Linked DNA regions of Mus musculus: all the other regions are linked to region 2. A link is a contact called in public HiChIP or PLAC-seq data. All regions are on one chromosome and are shown on one strand. The core of a region is the stretch at or near the end of the contact, and the rest is flanking DNA. Distances in the headings are between cores, read along the strand shown.

Region 1 (3,061 bases), core at 58-2,557, 440 kb after region 2:
GAGCACTTTCTCTGTCTGTAGCATAGGAGAAAGGAGGTCTGGAGCACATTGTTTGTCTACCATTCCATCACTTCTGCAGGTAGCATGTTGTCAATGTTTTCCACACTTATCAGTCATCTTATTTTGTCTTTCTACAGTCAACTCTCATTTTACAAAACAGAAACTGAGTCTTTTTGCAGTTGAATAATTTCCTCAAGGTCACACAATGGAAGGGAAGAAATGGTATCTGGATCTCTAAACTGTTCTTCTTTAAGTAACAGCATGAAAAGTGCATGCTTATGGAATAGCTGGGAGGATCGGACGGAGCCATCAAATTCCACATCCTCTCCGCTTGCCCAAGCTAACCATTTTATTGATATTTCTCTTGAATGATTAAAACATAAAAATTGCATTTTGCTTCTTATAACGCTTGTGATTTATGAGTTGTAAAAGACAATAAATAATAATGATAATCTCTCTAACTCTACTTCTTAGAATGAACTCGCATATCGTCTATTAGGCATTTACTTCAGTACTTCGCTTAGCACTTTCAATGTATTATTTTACATTTAAAAAGTGGCCATAAATGTTGGTATCTAGAATGCAGATGAAACTGAAACATATATTCTACTTTTAAAATAAAGATATGGACACTATTTTCTGTTTCTTTCATTTTATCCTTTATTTCAAGAAGACAGGTTTTCTATTGTCCAAATCTGGTCCACCCAGGTCTAAAGTGAACCTACAACAAAGAATATGCAGAAGGTGCTGAAAGTGGTGCAGTCAGCAGGGTTTAGCAAAGCCAGAGGCACAAAGACCATCTGAGAACTAACTGAAATCCAATTCACTTCTCTTATTTTGTTTTTCACCTGCTTGTACCAGGTGGCAAAAGCTGGCTGCACAGTATTTTTCTCAGCACTCAAACAAGTTAGCAGGCCAGCACATAGTCACCCTGGGTGAACAGGGAAAGTAATTCTGCCCTTCTCATTGGTGCAACATTAAGGGAAATGAATCTCATTCCGCTCATATTGGGGAAGTAATTTATCAGATGATTTATTTACAGTGCAGTCTGCATGACAAGTAAACAAATATGTTATTTTTGCCCACTGTAGTCAGATTTTTAAACAAGAGAAAGAGACAGAGTGAGTGTCTTTCTAAGATATGGGAGTAGGTCTGACAACAGCTTTGAAAAATAAAGGGACTCCATTACAAGGAGTTTAGCAAGAACTGATTTACATACGAGAGTAGATCTTTCATGAATGCTGTCAGCTTAGAGTGGAAAAGGGGAGGGGAAAAGGCTCCAATTGCGTGCTACCACTGTGCATGTTGATGAATCCCCAGGCACATGTTAATTAATGCCCTATTGTGTTTGGCAGACTACCAGGGACTGTGATTGTACACGGGCTGATCCTTTAAATGGAGAGCAGCTTACTCTATATTGAAAAGAAGAAGAAGAAGAAAAAAAAAAAGAATTGTATTTGTATAAGCCACAACTATTCCTTAGGAATAAGTGTTTTGCTTTTAGTACAGTTAGGAGAAGAGAACTGCCATCTATCACAATATTTTATCATTACACTCTAAAAAAATACTCAACTCCAGGAAAGTAAGAAATCACAGAAATGCCATTGTTTGTAAGAAACAAAAATGCAATTGCTTCCATTGTCTTATATGAACCATGGTCTAGATTTCACTTGAAAATACTGACAATTAATACTGGTGTCTGCCATCTTCAGTGGCTGAAGAAGAAGAATTGTACCCCAGCAATTCAAAGGATACCCTCATAATAAACATATGGAATGAGTGGGAGAAAATGTCACTTGGCTACAAAGGTAAATAGTTGGGGGAGGGTAGAATTTCAAATATCCTGGAAAAAGAATACAGCCTATAAAAATCTAATGCCAAGCTAGAGTTTTAATTTTGATCATAGGGAGAAAAAGACTTATTATTTTCTCAGCTCTCATTTCTTATTTGTTTTAATGTGCTTTTTATTACTTGTACTGTGAAGAGCTGTTGTCTGAAAGTGTAAGAGGCCTGAAAAAACAAATTGCCTCCTATTATTGCTTCTTATGAATAAAATTGACGTCTGAGAAGCTCCTGCTGTACTCTCACCCAAGAAGATACTGCAGCCTAACAATTAATTCTCTGAATCATTTAAATAAAAACAAAATTTGCCCCCAGCTGATTAAGGATCCACCTTTCCCCTAATGTCCACTGCTTTTGCCAAAATAGGCTGATGTCCTTTTCCGCTCATGCCTTAATAATTTCAGTCCTTTGGGCTTCCGCCTAAGTGGAACTCCCTTCAGATTTCCCTAGGATATGAAAGCTTCATTTATACTAGAGAGCCTTGGGCTACAAGGACAGCAGACACTGGAGACACGGGGGAAGCCCTCTCTTATAAGTGAAAAGCTTAGGTTTAATGTCTAGATGGCTTACCTGGCTTGGAATTCAGCCAGTCTAGGCTGGTCCCGCTCATTTGCTTTAACGAGAAGCCAAGCCTGCTTCTAATCTTAAATGGCTTCCCTTTCTTTTCTAATCATCTAGTCTTTTTGCCTCTAGTCTTTGAAGTAAAGCTTCAACTCCAGGAGCATTTGCTGTCTTTGGGAGAGCTTCCAACTACTATTACTCTGTTCTACCTTCTTCAAGGAGAGAACAAATAGATGAAGTCCCACCTGTGGGTTTCCCTGTCATTGCTGTCAGAACCACTGCACAATGGTGACATTCTCAGGGCTAAAGTAAGGGAGGTCCTGCCGGTCTATTTCAGAGCTGAGAGCTCTGACAGAAGCTTACCGTTATAATATTGCACAACACGGTTACAATAGATGAAGTCACTTTCAAGAGAAACCAGAGCCTGTACCCAGCCAGTACTTTGTTTAATGAGCCCAAGACAAAAATAACCGCATCTAATGGGCAGGGAGGCTTAGAGGACACAAACCGGTCTTTACAGAGTGCAACTCTGAAATACAACTTAAGTCACACTGCAAAGGGATCTCCAGGTTCTCGTTTTGATTCAAATCATCCTGCTTTGTACAATTTTCCGGACCGAATCCCAAAATTCTTCCAAAGCGAAAGCATTCTCCTCATG
Region 2 (2,894 bases), core at 7-2,506:
TAGAAAGCTATCTTCAGGCTGAAGTCATTTCGAAGTATTGTTTGAGCGAATATGCTACAGCACTCAATTATCTAAGATGCATCAATTATTTTTTTGACCACTTTTGTAACAAGAATGTATTGATCTGGGTCTTAGAAACCCTTGGCACTCTGACATGTTTCATAGTTGCCGAATAGGGTGGGTTTCTTCTTCCGACAATTGTACTGAGCGCTGCTGATGGAATCTGTCCTCTGCCTGTGCCCATGGGCAGAGGACACAGGCTGTGGGTGTGTCCCGCCCACAGATGCTCGCGCGCGCGTGTGTCTGTGTATGCATTGTACACACGTATTCTCCACTGTGTGCCCCAACTGGAGCCATTTTCCTCCTTTCAGTGCCCTGCGTGTATTAGTAATATGCAAGTAGAATCATTTTGCTTGAGTATATTTTGGAGGGGGAGGGGATAAACCATTTAATTCTGCTCTAGTATTTCCTCTGCAAAATTTTCACTGCGTGTGAATTCGCGTGAATGCCTTTTCTGAGGTGTGTGTTATGTGTGTGTGCTTGTGTGTTGGGGAAGATCATTGGCTCATCAGCGGGTGTGTGCCTCTGCGTGTGGGAAGCATGCAGACTCTGAGGACCTTGGGAGCAGCCCACGTTCTCTCCGGGTGCCCTGTCTGTATCTGCCCTTGTGTTTTGTGTTCTTGATGTGATTATGTGCGTTATTTACATATGTGCTTCTATTCTTTTGCCTTCGTGTAGTGCCTTTCTCTACAGTCCACACATTTCACATATATTCTTTTATCTTTTGGCAAAGTGCCTTTTTTGTTCCTCGAAGAATATTTATTGATGTGATAATCTGAAATGAAAAGTGGTCTCCCATGAAGGAGATGGAAGAGAAAGGAGCGTTCATCTTTCTTAATAGACGGGGCAGTGCCAGTTGACTGGATCACAGGGTTTCTCTGCACTTTCTGCGTGAGTCTGCGCGTGGGGGTGGGGGCGGGGACGGCTGAAGGAGGACGGAAAAAGACCTTTTAAGCAGAACAAAGATAGGACATCGCGCCTCCTTGCGTCCTGATTGCATACTGCATCTACCCGGCGGTCCCGACTTTAGAAATCAGAATTCAGAGATTTTCTCCTTAAACCATTCAGAGGCCGCCTCTCAGACCCAGCCCTCGGACCTCAGCCAATCACCGGACGCCATGCAAATCACCTCTTTCGCCCTCCAAACCGAGGTCCAGTTTAAAGGCAGTTTCTGCCGCCCCGCCCATCTTAGTCCTTCCCTTCCCCCTTCCTCCTCCGCCTCCCACACAGCAGCTGCTTGGGAAGAGGGCAGTGCTGGGTGCTTCATGCATATGCAGACAGATCTATCCTCCCCCTCCACCCCATCCTCTCTCCCTCTCCTCCCGCCCATCTTTGCCTCGCTCCCCAGCCCCCACCCTGCCGCCCACTAGTATCTCCAAGTCTCCTCGACGTATAGTTCCCAGCTCTGGTACATGCAGCTGCTACCCACAAGTATGCCCAGGCGCTCCATAGGAGCCAGAGAGGGAGAGGGAGGAAACCTCTGCTTTTGAAATCCGCTCGAAGGTCAAGTTTGTGGTTTACGGAGCGGGAGCCCGAGACACTGAAAATGCTGTTGAGTCTGCAAGAAGACGGTGCATGCAGGAAGATGGTTTTGCCTTGGTTTTCTTCCACTAAACAGCAGATTAATTTCTCTGAAACACACAAAGTACCGGTCATGTTTAAAGGCAGGGTGATGATAGATGGTTCCGCGTGCGCACAGTTACAGAGCATATTTGTCTTGCACATCAAGGTTCCTTAAGCCACAAAGCACTGGAGAGGAGATCAAAGGGTGTTATATCTTCTTAGGAGCAGGAAGGTTGGGAAGTGCGGCTAGCAGTACGACCAGTGGCGCTGGACCTGCTTGAGGTGGGAAGTTAAATGGTAGGTACGGAAACATGACCTGGGACCTACGGAAAGGAAAAATAATTCTGTGAGAAGGCGAATTTGCTAGTATTATGCATACGCAGACTGTGACCAAGGCTCTTCCAAGCCGCCCTAAACATTTTCAAGTTTTGAATAACGCACTGAACTGACCTGGATTCCTTTAAAAGTTGGGGAAAATACCGTCGCGAAAACCGCGCTTTTAGAGTGCTTGGAGATCCTCTTAGGAGGAACCGGAACTGTGGCGTGACCTTGTTTTATAGATCTACTTCTGCCCTGAAATACCTTCAGGACTTTCTAGAGGAAATTGCAGCAGGTTCCCCTTAAATCTTACTCGGTGGACAAGTGAGGGCTTAGCAAATTTAAACACGCACTTTGCTAAGATTATTTACCGAACACTTTTTTTTTTTTTTTTTTTTTTGAATCGAGGGCGTTTTGTGTGCCGAGAACAGAGCAATATCTTCCAGGCAAAGCGCTTCACGTGGCTGGCAGTTCCCAGGTGCCACGGAAATTAGGAAAAGAAACAGCAAGCAGCTCAGAACGGTTTCTGCCCTTGAGCTGCTCCTGCTCTAGCTGGAGGGAAATATGTAGGTGGTGCTTCCCAGCCCAACAGGAAACAGTTCAGAGAGCTCTTAGACTGCAGTGAACCGGCGGCGAGTTGGTACATTCCTATAGTGAAACAGGGCAGCAATTAAGAGTGAATGGACGATCTTGAAGGCAGTGTTGGATGAAAAAGCAAATCACAAGAGAATGTGATATTAATGCAATGTTAATGTCTATTAACATAACACTGTAACAGACTACAAAAACACAGAAGTTGCATGATAGGAGGCATAAAATCGTGTCAGGGAATGGGTGTGGAAACTGGAGGAAGGAGAGGACATGTTTTAGTCATAAAGATTCGAGCTCTGAGTAATGCTTATTCCTTTTAAAGAGCTAGAATATGAGGAAACATACTCATGGGAAGGCTTTAT
Region 3 (2,709 bases), core at 109-2,608, 290 kb after region 2:
ACTATAAAAGGGAAAATTTTCAGTTCCATAGAAATTTGGGGAAATACACTCAGAGTACTTTGAGATAAATAATATTAGATCATTTGGAATTATCTATCATAGAGCATATCCCTCTCTCTGGTGGTTAGAACATCACCAAGCATGTGTTGGTTTACATAATGAGCAAGATTAAAATAACTTCTAAGAGTCCACATGCTGTCAAATTTGCTGCTATTTTTCCATATGAAGCAAATCTCAGACATTTATTCTCCATAAAATAGGTAAAAAAAAAATCAAAAGCCCTCTAATTGGTAGAAATTCTCAGGGCAGGTCTATAAAGTTCATTAGTGCTCAGACATTTAATAAGCAAATGTCTGCTCAGGGACACCAAATGGCCTCAGTTCCTATTGAACACAAGTCTCTTTTCAAACCATTGATGTGAAATGATTCTATTGACACTAGCTTTTGAAGAAAAACTTTAGTTGAAGGGAACTATGTCCAACATTTATCTCTATTGGTGGATTTTTTTTCATCTTATTTATTCTTCTTTTATTTTGTATGTGAGAAGGAAAAAACAAAGTCAGATCAAACACGCCTATGGAACAAAGCACCAGGATTCACACCAGTGTGCTAGGAATGGGAAGATTTTGCTCCCATTCGCTCTGAAAGGCTCTGATGAATTTTCCCATACCCTATGCACAGGAACAACAGTGGATGCCTCCTCCACTGGAGCACGATGTCTAAGAAATGCATCTCTCACTTCATTTCCAGTGTCCATGCTTTCCTGGACATGTACCTTAAGCTTCTTTTTCTCTTTCAGTTCCTTTCATTGCCAAAACGAAAGGTAACTTTGGGAGTGAACATGAGTAGTGAAACTTAGCTCTGGAGACAAGCAGTAACTTTTCATTTCAGAGTTTTGAAAATAGCTGGTTCTAAATTGTTTAGACGGACTGTTTTTACTTTGTTATGTCATGATATCAGTTGAGTAGAGACGGCCTTCTAGACGTTGCACAGTTTCTCGTCTCTTTGAAGTCAATGCTCACTACATCTCTACTCTCTGCTGGTCCTTTAATCAGTGTCCAGTCTGTCTGATGAGAATAGCCCCAGGATGGAGCCCGAGACCAAGCCATGGGCAGCACCCCTTTGTCCTACTCACATGGATGGGACATGATTCCACAGGATTAGCCAACAATTATATGCTCTGAACTGATCAATTCAGTCAATTTACTGTGCAAAGTAAATTGATCCTTCAGAACAAAGGTTTCTGTCAGCAGGGAGCTACCTGAGAAAGCAGCATGCCTGTGTAAACAGTTCTGTCCTTCTCCCAGTGTGGAGTGGCCCCACGCCATATGGTGCCACTATGAACTTATTAGCTGACGGATTAACTGATCTCTGCATTTGGGATCCCCAGTTTCCAGCTGTGAGAATGATTGATGGGCTAACTACTGCTCCAGTCTTGGAAGTTATTTCCTCCATTTAACAGAGTCAAGAAGACAGAAAATTGCCCCCTTTGTAAATGCTAATCTCACCACTCCTTCGAACACCCAACATAGCAATTTATTCAAGGCAAAGTCTTAAAATTGGTATAGTGCACATCAAATGCATACTAATTAGCAATTTCTTTTGAAGGCTCCATCACTTATTAAGGGTCTCCTTTTCCATATGTTCATCATGCCCCACTTCACCCTTTAATTACAAAACAGCACTTTCAACTAATTGCGAGAAGGTATATTGTGCCTGGAATCTGTATTACACACTATACCTTCTGATGCCTAATTTAGGGTCACATGGAAGGCAGACAGATAAGCAGGCGGAAAAGCTCAGAACCATCATCTGCAATTTTAGGCATATTTGGGCATTGTCAGGATGAATGTTTCATCTACAATGGTGTCTAGGACACTCTTCAGTGGACACTGTGCAGAAGAATGGGGTGAATATTAGGTTAACAATTGGGATCTTTTCCAGATTACAAAGATTATTGGATTGGATTATTTAATCCAACAGAATGATATTACATTTGTTACTTTACAATTTCTTCAATCCCAAATGTTGAAAAAAAACTTTTAAGTCCAATAAGCAGTCTTTTAAGTATAATAGCTGGATTATAGAAGGAAGAATTTTGCAAAATACACTGGAAGGATGCTCAAAAGAAATATTTCCTGTTGTATAATGGTGATGTTTTTCTTTATTAAACCACAGTTCTTATGCAATCTAAATGATCCTAATGGCTATCCCAATTATTGGTCTGCCACATACAGTCTGCCAATGTCACCTTCATCGCAATGCTGAGTGCTAAAGAATGGGACCTTTCTCTTGCTCCTTTTATGTAGTAGTCCCTGAAGAGACTCTGGTAATAATTCTTCCTTCTTAATGTTGGTCCTGAAAGCATTGGTGCAAGTTTAGGCTTCACGAATACTCAGGCTGCAAAATGATGATAGAATCAAAAAAAACTTGATTCATGGTGGTCGAAGATCAGGTGAAGTGTGACCCACACTCCAAAGGAAGTTCATTTTTCATAAGCTCCACAAACTTGATGTCATCACACACACCAGCAAATCAGTCAGGCCCAACCATCCTAAGTTAAGATCATTTCAAGTTAGTTTTCAAAACTGTTCCTAATTGTGAACTAATAGATGGGAGACATAAAAAGAGTGTAAATGGCAAAAAAGTCCCATTTTTTATGGAAAGAAAATTTAAGGACTTTTGAACAGATTTGGGATGTTTGCTGCC
Region 4 (2,754 bases), core at 174-2,673, 460 kb after region 2:
ATCGGACAAAGGAGCATGCTCAAGTCCTACAACTGTCTCAAGGGGGGTAGTCAATGGCAAACATGCATCAGCTTAACTTTTCTTCAATACAAGGGTTAGGACACATATGAAAAACAGAAATATGGAAAATAAAACTAGAAAATAATACAGGGGTATGGCATCGTGGGCTCACATATGCAGTTCCAGTACTTAGGAAGCAGGGGCAAGCAGGAACATCAGAAGTCTGAAAACAACTTGCTCAACATAGAGACACCCTGTCTCAAAAAAAAAATAGAGTATGTTAAATAAAGTTCCAAATCACAATAAAGTCTAAACACAAACAATGCTTCTGTGGGGTCAGGGGCCTGAGATAGTGTGGTGAAGCTGCGTTGACCTTGCACATTTCTTGACTTCTGCATTAAGATCTGTACTCATTAAACTCTTCTGAACTCAGTCTTAATCTCATTGCTTACAGGTTGGCCTTAGATAATAAATTCACATATCCAGGTAAATGTAAAGTTCTTATTTTATCTTTAAAATTTTAATAGATAATGAAGCATTAAAGCAGCTTTTTATTCTCCTTTATTTGTTCTCAATACTATTAATTGATGCCCACAATGCGTTAATTGGAAACAGACAAGTGATCCTGGGTAATAAACCAGAAATGGAAATTACTTTACCCAGAGACCTGTGTAAATAAACTCAGTGGCCCTGTAGCTGGTCTTCTGAAGATTGGAGTCACTGATTAGATCATCATAGAAATTAAGCTGATGACTCAGATAGAGTGGTAAGGAAGATCTGAAAGTACCCATGGACCTTTGGGTTGTAGGAGCATGGATTGTTAGCAGGAGTTGGCCCTCTAGTACATCTTACATTAAAAAGAAGAATAAACATATGTAATATGATTTTCATAGCTTTAGCAATAAAAATTAAAGGTTCAACAAAAATATAGAATAAAGTTATATATTGATGCAAAATTTATTAGCTCTACTTTATGCTTCCTGTTAGTACAAAGTGTCACACTATAAGTAGTCTAGCTTGGAATTTGTCGTCACCTTACTTAGAATGTGACTTTCTTCCTTTGGTTTAAAAGATCTTCCTTGAAGAGTGAAGGGATTCTGTCTTAGCTGTTCTTTTAGCTACATATTTTCCTAAATATGCACAAATAGACATTAGCTGTTTATAATTATCATACTTTGGCTCTATGAACATCAAAGATAATCATTACACACAGAAGACATGCTTCAGAAGGGACGCTCTGTTTGCTGCTTGCTACTCTCTCCTCAGCTTCCAGTTATTTCACAGGCAGACAATATACAACAGTGCTAGGCCTCTCAATATTCCTTCAAAAGCTGGATGATGCTGAGGGGGAAATCCACAAGGTCAGAAGAACTCATGTACCAGAATTCAAGTCTCCTGAGTACGGCTGTATGTAAAGCTGCCCATTAGCACACACAAAGGTCCTCAGTTCTTACCCTGCAGGACTGGGCAGCCAAAGTGCCTTCAGACCCTTCTCCCATAATATGTTAGTGAATGAATTCTTAAAGACAAAAGACGTCCCTACAATCTTTAATAAAGGCAGGGTTCCCAGTAAGTGTATGAAAGCAGGATAATGAATGAGTGAGCTTTTACAAAAAGAAATCTAAGTACTTTCAGCTGTTCTGAAATACAGCATAAATAGTCTATTTGGCTTTATATTTTGGTAAATGTTGTGCTAAGTCCTACAAAGGAAATAAAAATGGCCCTGTTTTCTCATGGATGAACACTATTTTCCTAGTTATAGCGCAGCAATACAATGACTAGAAGGGTCAAATAACCAGAGCCTGGGCTGCAGGGACAAGCCACTCCTTTTTCCTTTCATTGTTTGCCACATCCACAAAAGCAAACTGTGCAATCCTCTTTCCTGAAGCAAAATAAAAAATAATTCAATTCATTTATATATTGCTTATCTTATTTAAGAAATCCTCATATCTAAGGAGTTACTAAATTAATATTAAATATAAAAGAGTAAATATTTTTCCTGAATCTAATCTTTTATTAATCTGCATACATGTTATTCCAAATATATACATGTGGATTGCAACATATATATGTGCATAGAATGTATAAATGCATATATATTATACATGAATGATTTATTACAGAAATATCAGTGTTTCTAGATTACACTGCATACTTGATGAGCTGTCATTAGTGCAGAAACGATACATAGCTTTTCAACAAAAGAAAAGAATGAGGCTGCCAGAGTATGCAGTGGTTTAGGCTTTTTTTTTCTTTCTTTCTTTCTTTTTTTTTTTTTTTTCAGCATCCATCCCTGCCAATCTCTGCACTGCCAGTAGGGAAAACCATATCCATGGCAACCAACCGTACCATTCCAACCCACATCAATGACGCCTCCAATCTAAACTGTCAAATATTCTATGCACATCATGTAAAATAGGTCTCTTTCCCCTTATACCTCTGTGCATCTCGTTTCCGTGGCTACATGTTTATGCAAATGAGAATTGTCCTTTCTCTCTCAGGTTGATTGAACACTGAATTTGTTTTGCACCTTGGCAATGTAAAACCATGCTGTCTTGCCACCTGGTCTACCACATAATTGCAAAAAATTACATTATAATGATAACTGTCCCTAAATTAGCCTGATAACACCATCTACCTGCCTTGTGAGTGAAAGAAACAGTATGCAATAAAGAAGGATGTTAAAACAGAGTCGAGATAGGGGAATAATATTTAATTGGCTCTCCAGAGTCTACTAATTTTCAGAATTGGAAA

What was found. HiChIP or PLAC-seq counts read pairs in DNA pulled down with a chosen protein or histone mark.
Region 1: a contact with region 2 is called in an H3K4me3 HiChIP or PLAC-seq map of embryonic forebrain, with 3 times the contacts expected there. The contact joins two enhancer-like sites. A contact is called at or near these places in 6 of 115 datasets of contacts at active chromatin or transcription factors (embryonic basal ganglia, embryonic forebrain, embryonic midbrain and 3 more).
Region 3: a contact with region 2 is called in an H3K4me3 HiChIP or PLAC-seq map of embryonic forebrain, with 5 times the contacts expected there. The contact joins two enhancer-like sites. A contact is called at or near these places in 1 of 39 promoter capture datasets (hippocampal neurons), 9 of 484 Hi-C or Micro-C datasets (cerebellum, cortical neurons, embryonic cerebral cortex and 5 more), 8 of 115 datasets of contacts at active chromatin or transcription factors (differentiating embryonic stem cells, embryonic brain, embryonic fibroblasts and 5 more) and 1 of 9 other capture datasets (embryonic tail).
Region 4: an H3K4me3 HiChIP or PLAC-seq map of embryonic forebrain shows a contact between it and region 2, with 2.6 times the contacts expected there. The contact joins two enhancer-like sites. A contact is called at or near these places in 3 of 115 datasets of contacts at active chromatin or transcription factors (embryonic forebrain, forebrain and neural tube).

What each region holds. Positions count from the first base shown.
Region 1 is chr13:84,782,449-84,785,509 of GRCm38.p6, forward strand. The region is part of intron 2 of Gm34196 (a long non-coding RNA gene); the gene reads right to left. Among named protein-coding and RNA genes, the nearest start is that of Gm34246, 110 kb to the left of the region's middle. RefSeq lists an enhancer at 1-3,061. Within about 2 kb of position 1,308, at least 32 of the 459 cell types and tissues checked have an H3K27ac peak or open chromatin away from gene starts, as enhancers often do. A contact at or near this core is called in embryonic basal ganglia and embryonic forebrain, where this site is marked.
Region 2 is chr13:84,346,980-84,349,873 of GRCm38.p6, forward strand. Gm41011 (a long non-coding RNA gene) reads left to right here. Exons shown (of 2, transcript XR_873707.3): 1 at 1-1,920. Among named protein-coding and RNA genes, the nearest start is that of Gm41011, 4.5 kb to the left of the region's middle. Within about 2 kb of position 1,257, at least 244 of the 459 cell types and tissues checked have an H3K27ac peak or open chromatin away from gene starts, as enhancers often do. A contact at or near this core is called in embryonic basal ganglia, embryonic brain, embryonic cerebral cortex and 2 more, where this site is marked.
Region 3 is chr13:84,638,078-84,640,786 of GRCm38.p6, forward strand. All of the region lies in intron 2 of Gm34196 (a long non-coding RNA gene), which reads right to left. Among named protein-coding and RNA genes, the nearest start is that of Gm34246, 36 kb to the right of the region's middle. Within about 2 kb of position 1,359, at least 20 of the 459 cell types and tissues checked have an H3K27ac peak or open chromatin away from gene starts, as enhancers often do. A contact at or near this core is called in embryonic brain, embryonic cerebral cortex and embryonic forebrain, where this site is marked.
Region 4 is chr13:84,803,003-84,805,756 of GRCm38.p6, forward strand. The region is part of intron 2 of Gm34196 (a long non-coding RNA gene); the gene reads right to left. Among named protein-coding and RNA genes, the nearest start is that of Gm34196, 100 kb to the right of the region's middle. Within about 2 kb of position 1,424, at least 33 of the 459 cell types and tissues checked have an H3K27ac peak or open chromatin away from gene starts, as enhancers often do. A contact at or near this core is called in embryonic forebrain and forebrain, where this site is marked.